2 separate regions of the Mus musculus genome follow, and region 1 is linked to region 2. A link is a contact called in public HiCAR-type data. All regions are on one chromosome and are shown on one strand. Each heading gives the region's core, a stretch centred on a gene start, on an enhancer-like site or on the middle of the called end of the contact. The rest is flanking DNA. Distances are from core to core; before and after follow the strand shown.

What was found. HiCAR-type assays count read pairs that join an accessible place to other places.
Region 1: a HiCAR-type map of astrocytes shows a contact between it and region 2, with 3 times the contacts expected there. The contact joins the promoter of Resf1 here to the promoter of Ints13 in region 2. A contact is called at or near these places in 1 of 39 promoter capture datasets (pre-B cells) and 1 of 115 datasets of contacts at active chromatin or transcription factors (astrocytes).

Annotation. Positions count from the first base shown.
Region 1 is chr6:149,306,435-149,310,793 of GRCm38.p6, reverse strand. Resf1 (retroelement silencing factor 1) reads right to left here and starts at 1,380. Exons shown (of 5, transcript NM_026054.3): 1 at 890-1,380; 2 at 417-472.
Region 2 is chr6:146,575,634-146,580,223 of GRCm38.p6, reverse strand. It overlaps Ints13 (integrator complex subunit 13), which reads left to right and starts at 2,389. Exons shown (of 18, transcript NM_138757.2): 1 at 2,389-2,923; 2 at 3,764-3,999. The coding sequence starts at 3,775. Fgfr1op2 (FGFR1 oncogene partner 2) reads right to left here and starts at 2,313. Exons shown (of 7, transcript NM_026218.2): 1 at 2,016-2,313.

The DNA.
Region 1 (4,359 bases), core at 131-2,630, 2.7 Mb before region 2:
ATTCAAAACAAAACAAAAAATGCAAAAATCATCTCTCCTCTATCTCATGAAGGCAAAAAATAAAATTGTTAAGTACCATACCAACAACATTATTTCTTAAGCTTTGCCATCAAATCTACTGTGTCCCATTGGATCTGTGACAGTTTTGTTTGGTGATAGTTTTTTGAGTCTTTCACTATGCAGTCCTAGCTAAACTGAAATTTGGTATGTAGATTAGGCTAGCCTTTAACTCAAAGATCTGTCTGACTTGGTCTCCCAAATGCAAAAATTGAAGGCAAGCACATGCTAGGCAAGTTCTGTAGGTTTAACTAGTGTTGATTCAATGATACTCTTTATTCTAAAATAAGTTAGTCCACGGTACAATGCAAATAGTCATCCAGTAGAACCAGGATAGGCTTTATAAAAGGCAAACTTACCTGTAAATACAATTTTACCTTTTAATCTCTTCCACAAGGTATTCACGCCTCTAATTCTATGAAAATCAAGAAACAAGAAAGCAAGAGTTAAGGTCTAGTACATTTCCCTTACAGTGTCATTGAGACCATACTAAGTTTACTGAATTTATTTCAATTGTGCTAAAAACAAAACTACTGAATTAGGCTACTCTCAAAATATTCCCTGCCACTAGAATTCAAGCGGGCTTCTCCAAGTCCACTACTGCCCTTTAATACCAAAGCAAAAATACTTCTTTAGTAATTTTAGTGGACTGATAAAAGAGAACCTGATGGGGGCTGAGTGGAGCAATAACTAAGACCTTAGTATATCTGAATGGTAACAAGAAACAAACTTAAGATTCCCCTTAACTGTAACACACCCAGCAGACAATTTAAATCCCCACGCAAGTTCTGTAGTTGGCCTACTGAAATGCAAGCCAGCTCACCCACTTTACCTGTTTTTCCATTTTTCTAGGAAGGCACTCTTAAGTACCACAAATGCAAACAGATTCCAAGATGCTGCGGGCCGCGGCGCTCACACAGGCCTGGGCGCTCGAAGGCGGAGCGCAAGGCAATTCCGCTGGGTCGCAGGGGGGCCAAGGAGCGGAAGACCGAGACAGAAAGAAACCGAAAAACAAAACAAAGCTCTGCTTCTCCTTCCGAAACCGGAAGGGACGCTTAGCTGCAACAAGCCCGCCTGCTTCTCGGGCCAACAACCTCAGACCGCGCCCGCCCGGCGCGCAGCGACCCCGCGGTACAGCGAGGACCCGGGCGGCGCCCCTCCGCCGGGACAGAGGTGGCGAAAACCCAGCCCCGAGCCCAGGGGGCCGAACAAAAGCCCGATCCGAAGCAGACCTGCCGCCCGGCGGGTGCTTACACGCCAATAGCAAGGGACGAGGCCTCTGCCAAGCGCAGAGCGCGCAGAGGTTTGGTGGCAGCCTTCGTTGGGGCGGGTCCAGCTGGGTCCCCACTCCGCCCCCGAGCGCTTGCACCAGGGCCGCGGTCCTAGTGCCGGGCAGGTGTGCCTTCTACAGTCTGAGGGGAGAAAAAAGCTCAGCCTTGCACCTAGAATTTATATGAGAATCACCTGAGGGTGTAAGACCCCCAGGCCTTACAATCATATTATGATGGGTCAGCAAATCAGCAGAATATTTTTAAACTCATTGGTCAGCTACCAATGTCGCGGGGGAATTCTGGCAGCAAGGTCAGAGCAATTTGTGGTTTTTCTTGGAATTTAGTGCGAGGCGGGACAGGAGAACTGTTATTATTTGTTATAGTTATTTCTCCGAGAACTGCTAATCTTGTTTTCGCAGCTTTAGACTTGGTCTGGTCATTTTGACTGCTAAAACTATATTTCTACAAGGGCTTCTGGAGTGAAACGTCAAGGGCCAGTGGAAATATATTGTTGGGGTTCAGGAATCGCCACACAAACTGAAAAGAGTGAATTGGCCTGATGGAATTGGGCTCCTGAGTGCAGGAATTTGTTCAATAAATGCTGTTTGCTGTTGCATAGTATTTGAGTCTGGGATATCATTCTTCAGAGATTCATGTTCATATACTAACAAAAGTATATGAACAGTGATCCAGTTAAGCAACTTACTGAACACTTACCCTATTAATAAACCTTCAGGACTGCAAAAAGAACTCAGAAACATAATTATATTCCTAGTCTGCTCTCAGGGTAGGCTTTTTATAGGGAAAATAACAAAACATTTAATGGGCAAGAAGGGAAGCAGTAGGCTTACTAGGCAAAGTATTATCAGCTAACTTTTAAGCTGATTGGTCCTAGGTAAGGAATGGAGGTGTAAGACCTCCGAGGCTTTACCCTGGGTGCGCAAGCCCAAAAACACAACTTGACAACAGATCGCTGCAATGGCAAGAGGTTTATTGTTCTGACACGTCGCAGGGAGGGTCAACCCCAGAGCTCAGAAAGCATAGTTCCTTTATACATTTTGTGGAGGGTTGGACAGCCATATTATGATGGGTCAGCAAAGCAGCAGTATATTTTAAAACTCATTGGTCAGCTACTAATGTTTCAGGGAATTCTGGCAAGAAGGTCAGTTTGTGTTTTTTCTCGGAATTTAGTGCGAGGTGGGGCAGGAGACTTTTTCCGAGAACTGTTATTTTTCTGAGAACTGCTAATCTTGTTTTGGCAGCTGTAGACTTGGTCGGTTCATTTTGACCCCTAAAACTATGATTTCTACAGAGGGTGGTACATGGGTGGTGAACATGAAGGACCCTAAGGGCTTTTGCCAGTCTTACACTCCCTCTCCCCACTTCTGCTTCTCCCTCCCACCTGAGGTCAAGACCAAGTCAAATTCCATTCTCCACCCACAGGAACTTTCTTGAGTAAACAATTCTCAGAAAAACCACAGAATGTACTGACTGATAGTCACCTGACCCTCTGGAAAGTCCCAGATAGAGTTCAAATGCACGTCATGATCTACCCATGCTTTCTAGCCAATAGATTTAAAGGTCAATATGGTTAGCCAATAAGTTTGAACTGTAACCTTTCTGATGTAACCTGTGCCCTTAAAAAGTATAAAAACTGCAGTAGCTGTTCAGAGTCACCTTCTAGTCACTCTCCTTGAGAGACTAATTGAAGGTCGATCCCATCGCACCAGAAAATAAACCTCTTGCTTTTTGCATCTATCTGTCTCAGTGTTGGAGTTGTCTTGAAGTAAGTATCACTGACCGAGGGTGGGGGTCTTACAAACGGGTGAAATTTGAGATAACATGAGTATTATAATCATAACTTTTTGGATTATTAGTAGCATTCTTCAATGTCAGCCACAAAAACCACAGTGAGCTCAAACTCAGGTGCACGAAGGTGCACTGCTTGGTGATCATCTCTGACAAGCCATTTTAGACATGACAATCCATATTGACCTTTGATTTAACAGGTCCTACCTAAAGTTTTGTGGAATTTCTTAAGATTAACAAACATAACAGGATGTGTGCTCAGCATGACCTTTCTCTGAGTCAAGTTATTTTTTTGTGTTAATGACTGGCAGGAATATTATTAGCAACAATATGAAATCGCTGATAGGCATGGAAAAAAAAGGGCTACAGCTAGTGGGGGCAGGCTTCAACAAAGATAAGCTGTTGATGACCTCATTATCAATCTGCAAATGAAATGGCAAAATGTTCTACAAAGTACTTGAAAGAAAAACGCACCCTCTGCTGGGTTTAGTGGCATACACCTTTAATCCCAGAATCTGGGAAGGAGAAACAGGCAGATAGATCTCTGTGAGTGAATGAGTCCATCTTGGCCTACATAGGGTTAAACAAAGAGACCCTATCTCAACCAAAGAAACGGGGAAAAAAAAAATTAGAAAATGCTGAAGGGTTCTGACAGGCCCAAACATAGCATGAGTCATGCCCCTTTCCATTTCTCTTTTTGCTAAATCAGTAGACTCCCCCGATAGACTTCCTTATTGACTTTCTTGTGTCTGACTTATCCTGAGGCTGACCACCAAGGTCCAGCTATGAAAATCAAAAAGCTGGGGCTTTGAAGTCTTGGTGTTACATAATTGGGTAAAGGGGTTAAGGAATGTTATCCTTCAAACTGATAATGTTTGTCAAACTGCAAGGAGGAAACCATACAACTGGAAAAGGACCTCTTTGACCTGGGAAGGAATAACTTGCCCTGTTATCAGTGACCAATGCATTCTTTCCTGTTGTTACAAGCTGGCCAAAGCTGTTACGTCTCTTTTCCACTGCTTGGTTGTCTTTGCTATAGCTTGGGGCAATGGATCTTATCACTTCAAGGACATTAATTTTCAGCACCCAGGCTTTCAAGGCGGGGTGGGTGGGGGGGTGGGGGTGGTGGTGGTGGTATGCTGGCTGCTTTTTGTCTCTTCAACTCTACAAAATTATGTGTTAGCCAAATGAATTAAACACATATACCTCTTTTGGACCAGCT
Region 2 (4,590 bases), core at 1,140-3,639:
TAATCTCAGCACTAGGGAGGCAGAGCCAGGTGATTATCTGTGAACTTAAGGCCAGCCTGGTCTATCAAGTGAGTTCTAGGACAGTCAAGTCTACGTACAGATTCCAACAACAACTCATAAACAAACATAAAGAATGTATATAAAGAACACATAAAAATGAGTATCTTGTAAAGACATATAAACTATTTGAAATTACAGAAAGTTTCTATTCTTCCTGAAAATTAATGTACTTGGAGCTTGAGGAAGAAAAGCAGTTCTTTTTTTGTTTGTGTTTTGTTTTGTTTTTGTTTTTTGAGACAGGGTTTCTCTGTGTAGCCCTGGCTGTCCTGGAACTCACTCTGTAGACCAGGCTGTCCTCGAACCCAGAAATCTACCTGCCTCTGTCTCCCAAGTGCTGGGATTAAAGGCATGTGCCACCACCGCCTGGCTGAAAAGCAGTTCTTAAAGTTGAAAGGAACACAATTTGAGAGAAAGAGCACATTGAATGAAGACCAATTTATATGCTCCTTAAAATCGTGGCTATGCTGTGTGTGTGTTCAAATTAACAATCCAAAAAAGGACTAACCTAACCCAAACCAGTTATTTCTAACATATGGCCAAGAGTCGGTAAAATTTTTCTTATGCTGAGCACTATCAAAAACATTTGCATCACATAAAATCCTAGTTGTCAAACATGATACTAACATAGAGTCATTTGAATACATAGGGTGTGTGCATGCATGTGCTTTTGATATTATATACAATCTCCAACCACTAACAACAAAAGTACAATTACATAAGTGTTAGGAGTACATGACTGCTCATGTTCAAAGCAGGTAAGTAAAGGCTTTTACCCTAAAAAAAGTTCCTTTAGGTTCTAATATTCTGACTTCTAAGAGACAGAATTTTTATATCAAATTCTTTAGAATGACATTATAAATAAATATATATATGTGCGTGTATGTGTATATATATATATATATATATATTGCTTGCTCTGTGCCAACACTGAGATAGCATTTGTTTTAAACATGAATAAGACATGATTCCAGACTCAAGTTCAAGCTGGCAGGAGAGACAGGTAATTGAACAAATAATACATCCTAATGAATACTGCAAAACTATGTCAAGAGCTATCCGAGTTCATTGTACTGTCAATGTCACCGGAGGGAGTCTAAAAAGAATCATCTATGAATTGGGTTTTGATAGATGATAAGACAGAAGGAAAAGCAAGCATTCTAGCAGACTATATGGACTCACATGGCACAGTGTTTGGAAAGGAATTAGGGGTGGCAATAAGATGACACTGAAAAGGTAAAATATGATGAGATAGGATGGTAAAAAACCCTGATGAATCGATATGCTTAAATTAGAACTTGAAAAAGTTTCAGGCGAATACATGTCACAGTAAGTATGGAAGGCTGAGGCGGGGACACCGGTTTGGGGTGGAGGAAGGGCAACTGTAACAGTCACAGTGAAAGAAGCAAAAAAACCTGGTGCAGTGTGAGTGGAATACAGAACGTAGGCAGTTCTGAGGTCCGTGTTCTGGAAAGGAGGACGGGAAGAAAAGAGAGTCCTCACTCTTGAGGAGCAGACACAGATGCTGGTAGCAATATAAAAAGCATGTGTCTTTCAAAGAAAACCTTAGAATGGGATAAAGAAAGAATGCGTGCAGACCACACACACCAATAAGCATCCTGTCCACACACATCACTCTGAAAGCAGAGAACTGCACTGTTCTTGAAAATGGTGGAATGCACACACTTGGAGCTTCTGAAACATTTGTCTGGAGAAAACCAGTTTTTCAACTTGAAACCGAATTTGGAAGGCCGCTGAGGGACTCAAACGATCCCAGCAGCTCCCTCAGGACCGTGGCTAAGTCCCAGGCGCAAACGCGGTCAAGTGTGCTGAGGTAAACTCAACAGTGACAAGTCCCTCAGGCCACCGCCCACGGAGCTCCCGAGTGGCAGGAAGGGGAACCCGGAAGGGGTGTCCCGCGGCGTGCAGGCCCAGGGTTTTCAGGGAACTTTCCGTACCTCAGTTCCCGGCAGGACCTCAGGGAGAGCACGGAGAGAGGAAGCCCGGCTCAGAGGCTCGCCCACGCGTGTAGTTATTCCACTGCGCTTCAGTCCCCCTGGGGCGACGACCACCCGCGAGGTGGAGTGCCCACGGAGTGGTCTCCGCGCCCTCGCTGCGCCTGCTCAGCGAGCGGACGCACAGTCCTGCTCACACAGCGGCGGGACGTACGGGAAACCCACTCGTCTCGGCCCCATCCCGGGCGGACCAGAACCTCCGCGACCCGCAGCCGCTGAGCGACAAGCCTCGCGAGACTTCCCTCTGCTGGTTCCCGAAGGCCCCACCCCCGGTAAACGGCTGGCCGTTGATTGGAGAACGGGGAGGGGGCGGGGCTTCTCTCCTCGCCCCCCTCTCAAGGTTTTGCTCTGCCGCTCGCACACTCTCGCGTGTTTTCCGAGGGGCTACCGGCCCGGACTGGAGGCGGAGAGGGGAGGTTGGGTGGGTAGGCTCTGCCTGTCCAGAGCCGAGGCTGGCTTGTCCCGGCCGTGGCTTAGTACTTTGTGGGGGGATCTCTCGGGTCGTCCTGACCGTTCTTCCCTACGGTTGATTGGGAACAAATGTTAAAGGCTTTTTTTTTCCCCTCACTTGCTCCGCCCTCTTCCGGTTCGGCCTCTGGTGGCTTCTAAGGAGAAGGGAAGATGGCGGGGCTGTGCGAGAGCGCCGTGCGCACGCGCGAGTCCGAGTGCGCTCTTGTGCTTGCACGCGCATGCGCGCGCCCCTGCGTTTAAGCAGCCGGAGTGTTGGGAGATGAGCCGGGCAGTCAGTCTTCTGCGGGTTGTACCAGACCGACTGTGCGCCGACTCCCCACCCACCCTCGTCCGCCTTCTCTCTCAGCCTCCGTTCATTCACTGCAGGACCAGGCACGAAAGTAAGCGAACCTCGATGCCGAGGTCTTCCCCATCCACTCACCTCGTTCGCCGCCCCCCACCCCCCTTGCAGTCAGGTGTGTGCAGAAGGTTTGCAGACAGGGACTTTGGCGGGGAGGGGCGGTGCGTTCCAGAGCAGCAGGAGGTAATAGCGGGACCCTAAGGTGGTTTGTTACCTTGAACACTTGCTGTTTCCCAGGTGCTTTAGAATGTAGGTTTAAAAAAAAAATTTTTTTTTTTTTGGTCTGTAAAATTTTAGGAGCGAAGCAGGGCAGTGCACCACATGTTCTGTGTTTATAAGAAAAAGTTTTAGAAGTGTTTTCTCTTCGCCAGCATGGGATAGCATCTGCTTGTTGTGGTCTACGTGGTGAATTACTGTAGTGTATTGCAAGTGGAGGGAGAGGATGAGTTTGAAGCCATAGAAAGACGCAATATGCAGTTACCGTAGGAGATGTGTGTCTATTTTGGGTTGTACTTTTGCTGTCAGTCTTTTCCTGTTGATTTCCCTTAGCCCCTAACAAGGATCACCATAAATACATTTGAGGAATTAGATCTGTGATTTGTAGGCATAAGAATCAAATACAATGTGCACAGATGTTTTCTTCTATTTTAAGTGCTTTGTAAAAGAAAAAAAGAAGTATGAACTAACTTCATTTGGTAGATAGACTGCATGGTATGATGTGGCATATTCTTTGAACTGGCACCATTACTTTGGCCTTTTTTGCACAAAATTCTCAGAACTTAGGATCCGTATCAAATCTTGAAAACACACTTAAGTGAGAAATCATTTATGATAAATGTTATGTGTCATCGTTTTGACTAGTTTGTTTATCCTTTTACAGGTTAAAACAAAATGAAGATTTTTTCTGAATCTCATAAAACAGTGTTTGTTGTGGATCACTGCCCATACATGGCAGAATCCTGTAGGCAGCATGTGGAGTTTGATATGCTGGTGAAGAACAGGACCCAAGGCATCATCCCTTTGGCTCCCATCTCCAAATCCTTGTGGACTTGCTCAGTAGAATCTTCCATGGAATATTGTAGAATAATGTATGACATATTTCCTTTCAAAAAGCTGGTGAGTGTTATGAACACAATTGTGATGGGATGATGTACTTAATTAACTGTGTCTATAATTATTATGTGAATTTACTGTAGATTTATAACTGTATAGTTCAAATGTATGTAGAGCTGCCCTTTATGATTAGTGCAGTGTTGGTATTTAGTTGCAGACAGCAGTAATGATGGCGCTGAGCACTTACAAGATCCAGGTGTATCCCAAAGTACTGTATACCTACTGGCCTCTCCAACAGTCCAGTGAAGTATGTACTATCTATACATGTTAGGCCATATATAAAGTATGTTGTAAGCATGGAACAGGCACTGAACTTTGAGAACAATTGGGAATGTTGAGGTTATTTTGTAGCCCTGGCTGTCCTGGATCTCACTTTGTAGACCAAGTTGGCCTTGGACTCACAGAAGTCCACCTTTCTCTCAAGTGCTGGGATTAAAGATGTGAACCATTTCCCCAACTCCAAAAAACTAAGTTTTTGTTGTTGTTGTTGCTGGTGTTTTGTTTTTCTTTTCTTTTGTTTTCATCAGTAAGAGGAAACATTGACATTTGATAGAAATTCCAAATATTAAAGTTACCTTTAGGTTTGAGTATCTT